3 separate regions of the Gossypium hirsutum genome follow, and regions 1 and 2 are each linked to region 3. A link is a contact called in public Hi-C data. All regions are on one chromosome and are shown on one strand. The core of a region is the stretch at or near the end of the contact, and the rest is flanking DNA. Distances in the headings are between cores, read along the strand shown.

Region 1 (2,700 bases), core at 36-2,535, 880 kb before region 3:
ATTTCCGATTCTGTAATTTTTCAAAATCTTTCCTTTTCTTGAAAATTTGAATTTGAACCAGAGACCGATTTGAATAATTTTGGTCATTTATTTTTGAAATTTGTGCAAGGATTTCAAATTTGTTTTATTTCAGTTTAGTCAAAGAAAGTTAATTAAAATACAATAAAGTTACTATTTAATTATGAAATATTTGAAGCATTACGCATAAAGCTGTCTGGTATCAATACTTTTTCTTTTCTTTTTTAAACCCTTGTATTTAGTTCAAACTTTTGGATGAAAAAAAGGCTCCTAACTTTTCTTATGAAAATTTAAATATAATTCTGTCATGGAGGGTGTTTTGGTTCTAAGCCTTCTGTTTTTATGTATAATTGCAGTCTGGTTGCTGTAAGCCATCAAACGACTGCCAATTCATGTATGTTGGACCGACAAACTGGACTAGAGGGAGTGCGGAATCCAACAATCCCGACTGCAATTTATGGAATAACAACTTGAATACTCTATGCTTCGACTGCCAGTCATGCAAGGCTGGATTCATAGACAACCTCAGGAGTTCTTGGAAGAAGGTGGCGATTGTCAACATTGTGTTCCTCATCTTCCTCATTATTGTCTACTCTGTTGGCTGCTGCGCTTTCAGGAACAATAGGAGAGACAATTATTATCAGCAGCAGACCTGGAAACCTTGAGCTAATCTTTGTTCTTAGTTTCCGATTTTGGATATGGGCTGGGCTGCTGTATTTGCTTCCTATTGTTTTCTGCATTGTGTTTTAGTGTCTATGCTTTACATATTGGATCTTTTATTGTATAGCCGTTTTTCTCCTCCACATTTTGGATATTATATATTTGATCGTTTATATGCTTATTCATTTCTATTAACTATTTGCTCCTAAATTAATGTTGAAATTTACTCTCTAGTTAATGTTGAAATATCCTGTGGCATTAAGTGAAGTGTTGGGCAAGAAGAGCTAGGTGGGTGAGTGGGTGACCTAAATAAGAACCGAAATAGAATTAGTGCGGGTTCAAGTGTTTTTTTTTCTAAACGGGTTTAAATATTAGGTTAAGGAGGAATAGAATAGTTAAAATTTTTGTTAAATGCATGAATTATATTGTATTAAATATTACTATTTTTTACTCTCAATATTGTATTAAATTTCAACTTGAATTGATCATGTAACGATATTGAATTTTTATCATTCCAATATATATGTTGGGCACAAAAACATATGTTTTTTTTTTGTATATAACAGAGGAAGGCTTTACACAAGATTTTTTTTTTAATAAAATGAAGTTATAATTCTCATGCTCACCAACCAGCTTTTTATGTGCCTTCGTTGGCTCCGACCTAAAAATGGAGATAACTCCGACCTAAAAATCAAACCAAAATGTCAAAAGAAAAGCAACAAAAAATAGGGATTGAACTATCTTCCTCTCCATTTCGTTGGCTCTACCATTACATCAGTAAACACCAGAGGCGAACCGTTATTCTTTCTGTTGATCTCAGGTATGCTTTAGTTGACAACCCACTCCCTCTGTATCAGCCTGAGTTCATTGGAGTCCAGTAAGTCCTATTTCCTCTAGCCTCAGAAATCTCACTCTTTATCCTTCTCCTTCTAACTCGCTCCGATCTTGATTTGCTAGATCTTCCACTTTCTTTAGGGCTTCTTCTATCCAGTATTTGGGGATTTCATACCGCCTACCCTCCGTCGCCAAAGCATGTGCAACTTCATTAGCTTTAAGAGATACATATCAAAATTCTATCTTATCAAATATGCAAAACCTTTCTTTTATTTCCTTTACTAGATTACTAATATTCGATTTATCCTCCTCTACAACCTTTACTCTCTTGATGACAGTTAAGGCGTCCCTTTCCACAAAAACCTTTTTAAAACCCAATTCCTCTGTGAAGGTTACCACTTGCAGACATGCTTGTGCTTCTACCATGGTTGAGTTTAACACATGCTCATTCGGGTAAGTACATGCTGCCATAACTAATCCCTCACCGTTTCTTATTAAAATCCTGAGATTGATCTGTTTGACTATTACTGGCACGAAGCATCAAAGTTTGCTTTAATAGTATCATCTTCTGGTTACTCCCATTTAATAATTTTAGGGTTTTGTATTAGTACTGCTATATCTTCCAATTTCTCTATTTCTGAAATATAGGCACTGATAAAAGCTAATACTTCGTGCACCCGTTTCCTTACCCCCTCATGATATGCCTTGTTTGGATTGTACCTTAACGCCCAATAGCTGATAGCCATTCTTTTACACATAGAGTGATCTATTTATGAACTTTTATGCTAACCAACATTTCCAACTTTGCTCCCCATTTGTGGTTGAGAATACCACATCGATCCCCTATAGGATTTGTCGCGTGAACGAACATTCTCGAAACTAGTGCTCTACTGATTCCTCCTCAGTTTGGCAAACAGGACAAAGACTATCTACTGCAAGCCTTCTTACTTTGAATGTTTGTAATGTAGGCAAAAAGCCATTGGCAATTCTCCATATTGGAATTCTGGTTTTGCTTAGAATGTTTAAATTCCACATCATTGTATAGAAAACTTTTAGTAGCGTAGAATGTGTTGTAAGATTATCTTCCAGTAAATCCAAATCCTTTGTAAATAGTCACTTATACCCACTTTTATTCGTATAGACACCAGTGCTGTCTCTTTGCCATACCGCTTCATCCGTTTGTGTACT
Region 2 (2,700 bases), core at 188-2,687, 840 kb before region 3:
GTTGGGTTGGATGTATAGTGTTACATTAAGACACTTGGCTCTGTTCAAAAAAAAAAAGTGGATCTTATTGAGTCCTTAATGACCAAAAAAACCAATCAATTAGGCTCTTATATTAATAGAAACCACTAATTAATCGATTTTTAATCGATTTGACCTTTAACGACATTGACTAGACTGGTGATGGCCACCAGGAGATGACATGAGATATGCCATGTGGAAAGATATTGGCATGACATCCCACATCAGCAAAAAGTTTATAAAAATTAATTTTTGAAAAAAATTATAAAACTTACATCTAAAATGAACCTAGACAAATGTTGTCCCTGTTCATTGGAATCTAGAAAACCATTAGTCCACTTTCATTCTAGATGAGTTCAAAATTATAAAAAATAAAAATCATTAAAATATTAATAAATTGTTTTAAAATTATAAAAAATGAAAATTATTAATAATTTATAAAATTATAAAATTAATAAAAATTCACCTTTGGAATGAACTTGGACAAATGTTTGTCCATATTCATATGAATCTGAACAACTATTTATTTAGATTCATTTTAAATAAATGGAAAGCTATAAAATTTTAAAAATTATAAAAAACATCAATAATTTTAAAAAATATATAAAAATGATATAAATTATAAACTCATTTCACTATTAATTATAGTAAAACCTAAATTATATTTTTATGTCAATATCAATATTATCAACTTGCATGTTTGAAATTCGAACTACTTAAAAATATTTTTTATTTTTTAAATTTTGTGTCATATTTTAATTTTTTATGTCAATATTTTTATTTTTTTTAAAATTTATCATATTTCAATTATTTATATTTTTAAATAATTATTAATAATTTCTATTTTTTATACTTTTACAATCATCTAGAATAAATAGAGACAAATGGTTGTCTAGATTTAAATCAACCTTTATTTCATATGTAATTTTTATATTTTTTTAAAAATTATTTTTTAGTTTTTTGTTGCCATATCAATATCCTTCTACATAGCATGCCATATGTCATTTCCTGGTGAATACTGTCAACAATGTCTGCACCATTAATGATCAAATTGGTTAACTCGATTTTCGTTAATGAAAAGATTTAGTTGATTTTTTTTATCATTAATCACTTAATAAAATGCATTTTTAAGGGTTAATTGATTTTTCAAATTTTTAAAAAGATTTTTGACGCTTAAGCCTCTGTTTTGTTATATTCAAAATATAGAAAGTAAGTTGTAATAATTCTTTTATCCCTTCCTAATGCAAAAAGAGTTGTTTTTGAGTTTTTATTTAAAAATATGTATAAATTTATACATTTAACAAAATCATTTTAATTTAACGTAATGTTTGGTGCTTTTTCAATTTATAATTTTAATAAAAGGTGATTATTTGGAATGTGACTGTCGAAAATGCAATTGTCGGGAAAGTTACTTTACAATATTTGATATACACTGAAATGTATAGATTAAAATACCAGGAAAGCTAAATTATCATATTTGATTCAGTAATTACTTTTTTAGGATGTAGCGACAATTTATGACTTTACCTTTATTAAATAAAAAGTAATATTCATGTATTTAATTTTTATAATAAACTTGAATATTCATATATACTATAAAAAATTGAAATTTCAAGTAATATGGCAAAAACAAAAGAGAAAAATAATAGAAAATAAATATAATATGTAAATGATTGAGAAAATCAAGTAGTAAAAATGAGACAATAATTTTTTTATTTTTATTAATAAAATAATAGCCTAAACCAATATAAAATAGTGTTAATTTTGTCATAACCTTCCACTTTACATGAGAAATTAACTTTTTTACATATTATCATGGGGCACACATTGTAATATTAATGGGAAAGGAGAAGCTAAATTTCAAAAAAAAAAAATAAATAAAATTTGACATACCAAATATTAAATTACTTTTCAACTTATTAAATTCAATCATTACAAACACTAGTTAAGTACATGAATTATTCTAATTCTAAGCTGTAAAGTGCAAACCAAAAGTTAGGCGAAGCTGCAAAGCTGATAAGTAAAGATGAGACATTGATTTGGATATGAATGTGTCTAATTTAGATCCTAATCTAGAACAAGGAACCAATATGACTCGATTTCGGACAATTGAACTTAACCTAGAATTGTGAAGTTTTGACTTGGATTGCTGTATGTCGAAATTAAATGTATGTACGATGCACATATAATTGCCAAAATTATTAGAACAAATTGCCTTGCATTAATGCATGTTACGACAAAGATCCTAATTCAACATTCATTTGCCATACTTGGCAAGAATGGAATGTGGGATCTACAAATGCTTTGAAAGGAAAAGCTAAAGTGGACACAAATTGCCATAGTCGACATGATATCTAGCCACCATCATATGATGGAAAGTGGCCTGATTTTGCGTATGGCTAGAATTTATGAAAGGCTCAAGACTTGTGAGAAACCATAGGCGGCTGTGTCAATAGGAGTTTCAGCCAAACTTCTTACCTTGAAATTTAAGAAGCAAGCAGGTCGACTTGGTGAGTGGTCCAACCTAGCGAAAGCAAGTCGGTGAAAGGCAAGAACAGCTGCAATTCATGAAAACCATAACCACTCTGGCCTTTGGGCTTTGACTATGGCCATTAATGTTAACCACCATTTAATTTTGTGAGTTTGTTCAGACCCAGTTGGCTTTCCCGTAACTTATACAGA
Region 3 (2,700 bases), core at 65-2,564:
TAATTATTTTTAAATGTGTAGTTATCACAACTTCTATTAAGTTATAATTGTTTTAAAAGTACAATTATCAAAACTTCTATTTTATTTGAACTTTTTTTAATTATTAATCTTAAATTATATGCTATAATTATTTTTAATAATAAATTTAGTAATAAGATAAAAAATAATGAGTATTTTCGTCAATTCAAGTTTTTTTTGAACCTCATGTTTATATAAATATATATTATACTATATAACTTACAGATAATTAGCAAATGTAAATATGTTTGAAATTAAAAAGGAAAAATATAAATATGCATTTTATAAGTATCAGATGTCTACTATAGTTATCAACATCTGTATTAGATTTGTACAAGTAAATGCTTCTCAATGTCCAAAGTGATCTAGGGTTTATCATATTCCCCTCTCAAATGTTCTTATATTCTTTTACACGAATTGGAACTTATATCTCAATGAATTTTTGTTGTCATTCACCCATTCTACTAAAACTATACCACGTAGGTCAGATTATCTGCCGAAAACTAATGGCACAGACGCCCTGTGATCCACGATACATTTCCCGGGTACGCTTTATTTATTTATCTATTTTGAGGGTAGGGTACGCTTTAATTAATCGCCACAAAATAAATAAAAAGCCTCAAAAGTCATTTCAGTCTTGAATGTAACACTCAACTTTTCTTCTCATCTTTTTCAGTCTTAAACTTACACTACCATATTTTAGTTTCCGTTTTTAACTGTATCCAATCCACATGAATGATTTGGTTAGACAGCGATCAATCTCACTAAAGAATCAGACTCAAAAGCTACTTTGATAAGAAAAATTTCTTTTCTTCACTCAATTAATTGAGTTTTAAATTCACAATATTTTGCAATCCTATTTTAATTCTATTTTGAAACTTAGCCTTCATTATTCTAGTATATAAGTTATCAATAAGCATTATTGTATTTTATGTTACCAGGGAATTAACATGCCAACATTTTGCTATAGAATTCTTTTCAACATTTTGGGATAATTTTATCTTCGAGCTAAAATCTAATTTTCTCCTTAATTTCCTCACAAAGAAAAACCAGCTAGCTATAGTTGTCCATGAAATGACGAGTGCATATTAGGATTTTTTGTTTGTATTCATAGCAAGTTAAAAATGTTAGGTTTGCATTACAGTAATGTGATGAACCTTTTTTTATTTAATATTGTATGCTTTACAAGTCTAATAAAAGTAGAAGTAGTTTATTTTAATGTATCGTTTAGGGTTTGTGCGGTGGGCCATGTATGCCATGTGCTTGCATGTGCTGTGTCTTTCTCTTATAGTCCCACCACTGCTTTTCACTTGAGCAAATAAATGGGGTTCCTACACATTTCTCTCTCATTTCTCCTCCCTCTCTCTCTGAACCTCTTTCTTCGATTCTGATACACTTTCTTGGATCTGTTGAACTGCTTTCCCTCTCTGCAACTTCGTTTCCGCTTCTTCTCTCTAGATTAAATTTTTTGCTATTTTCTCTTTCTATACAAGAACAAGTTTTAGCAAGGTACGTACTGGCTTTGGTTTAATATTATTTTATATTTAGTACTTTAACCTTGAGCATATCTATCCAGCAGCTAAACTAAGCTTAAGCAATGCTGTGTACTGTATAGTCACAATCTTGATCTCTTGGTTTACGCTTCTGTCCGCACCAATGTTTTCTTCTTTGAAACCCTAGCTAGCTACTTCTCTTGCCTCCTGTATTTTGCTTTATCTTTAAACTTAAATCTTCGATTCATGACATATTCTTTTCCCATTTTACTTCAATATAAGAATTAGGTGAAACTGAGAAATGTGACTATTCGGGTGATAGTTATCGTTTGAAAGGACCGTAGTATATAATATAACAAATGTACTGATACCACATTGGAACTCATAATTCCCTTCCTTTGTGCAGGATGCGTTCTCCTTTTTCACTGAAGCAGGAATTTCTCAAGAAATGGATACTGGGTCTCCAAAGATGTCGTTCCTCAAAGAAGAATATGAGCATCTTCGAGAGAAAAAAGGTTATTAAGTTGTCAGCAGATGTAGCCATGGCTTCTGCAAGAAAGGGCACAACTTGTTGGAGTCGAGCTCTCATTGCCGATGCCGTTAAAGAAGGCAATGCTGACAAACATCTAGCTGAGAAAATATTGGGTCCGGCGTCAGAGAGGCAACCGACGAAGAAGGTTCCAGTAGGAGCAATGGCATACAACAAGAGGATCAGAAGCAAGAAGATCCTGAAAAGGAGTAGCGTAATCCGAAGAACAATAAAATGTGCACCTCAAGCGGCTCGACCGAGCTCTATTGTGAAAACGTTGGTTGGGAAAAGAAGACAAATTTTGAGAAGTCTAATCCCTGGGGGAGAATTTATGAATGGCGTCTCTTTGATTGAGGAAACCCTAGATTATATCATATCACTCCGAGCTCAGGTTGATGTAATGCGAAGTCTTGCCAGTGCTTCAAAGCTAGTGAACCTTAATTAAGAGCATCAATGGTAAATTGCTCTTCAGTTAATTATTTAATATATCTTTATAATATCTTTATTTTTTTCTCTTGGGCCCAACGCTTAGCTAGCTAAATGAAAGGAAATGGGAAGCTGGAACAGTTGAGGCATGCCTGTACAGATGAACTATATATATGTAAGCCAATCAAGGCTTTCATTTCAATCTTCTACAAGACCTTGTTGACTTGCATTAAG

What was found. Hi-C and Micro-C count contacts between places; a contact is called where the count stands out from the background.
Region 1: a contact with region 3 is called in a Hi-C map of leaf, with 2.8 times the contacts expected there. The contact joins the promoter of LOC107909094 here to the promoter of LOC107917491 in region 3. A contact is called at or near these places in 3 of 34 Hi-C or Micro-C datasets (callus and leaf).
Region 2: a Hi-C map of leaf shows a contact between it and region 3, with 1.9 times the contacts expected there. The contact joins the enhancer-like site here to the promoter of LOC107917491 in region 3. A contact is called at or near these places in 2 of 34 Hi-C or Micro-C datasets (leaf and petal).

What each region holds. Positions count from the first base shown.
Region 1 is chrD08:22,695,282-22,697,981 of Gossypium_hirsutum_v2.1, reverse strand. LOC107909094 reads left to right here and starts at 1,285. Exons shown (of 6, transcript XM_016836585.2): 1 at 1,285-1,555; 2 at 1,636-1,965; 3 at 2,654-2,700. The coding sequence starts at 1,920. It overlaps LOC107909086 (tetraspanin-8), which reads left to right. Exons shown (of 3, transcript XM_016836482.2): 3 at 375-857. The coding sequence ends at 683.
Region 2 is chrD08:22,650,363-22,653,062 of Gossypium_hirsutum_v2.1, reverse strand. No RefSeq gene overlaps it. Among protein-coding and RNA genes, the nearest start is that of LOC107909094, 45 kb to the left of the region's middle. Within about 2 kb of position 1,437, at least 2 of the 9 cell types and tissues checked have an H3K27ac peak or open chromatin away from gene starts, as enhancers often do.
Region 3 is chrD08:21,813,617-21,816,316 of Gossypium_hirsutum_v2.1, reverse strand. LOC107917491 (transcription factor IBH1-like 1) reads left to right here and starts at 1,314. Exons shown (of 2, transcript XM_016846840.2): 1 at 1,314-1,527; 2 at 1,918-2,700. The coding sequence starts at 1,919. The coding sequence ends at 2,485.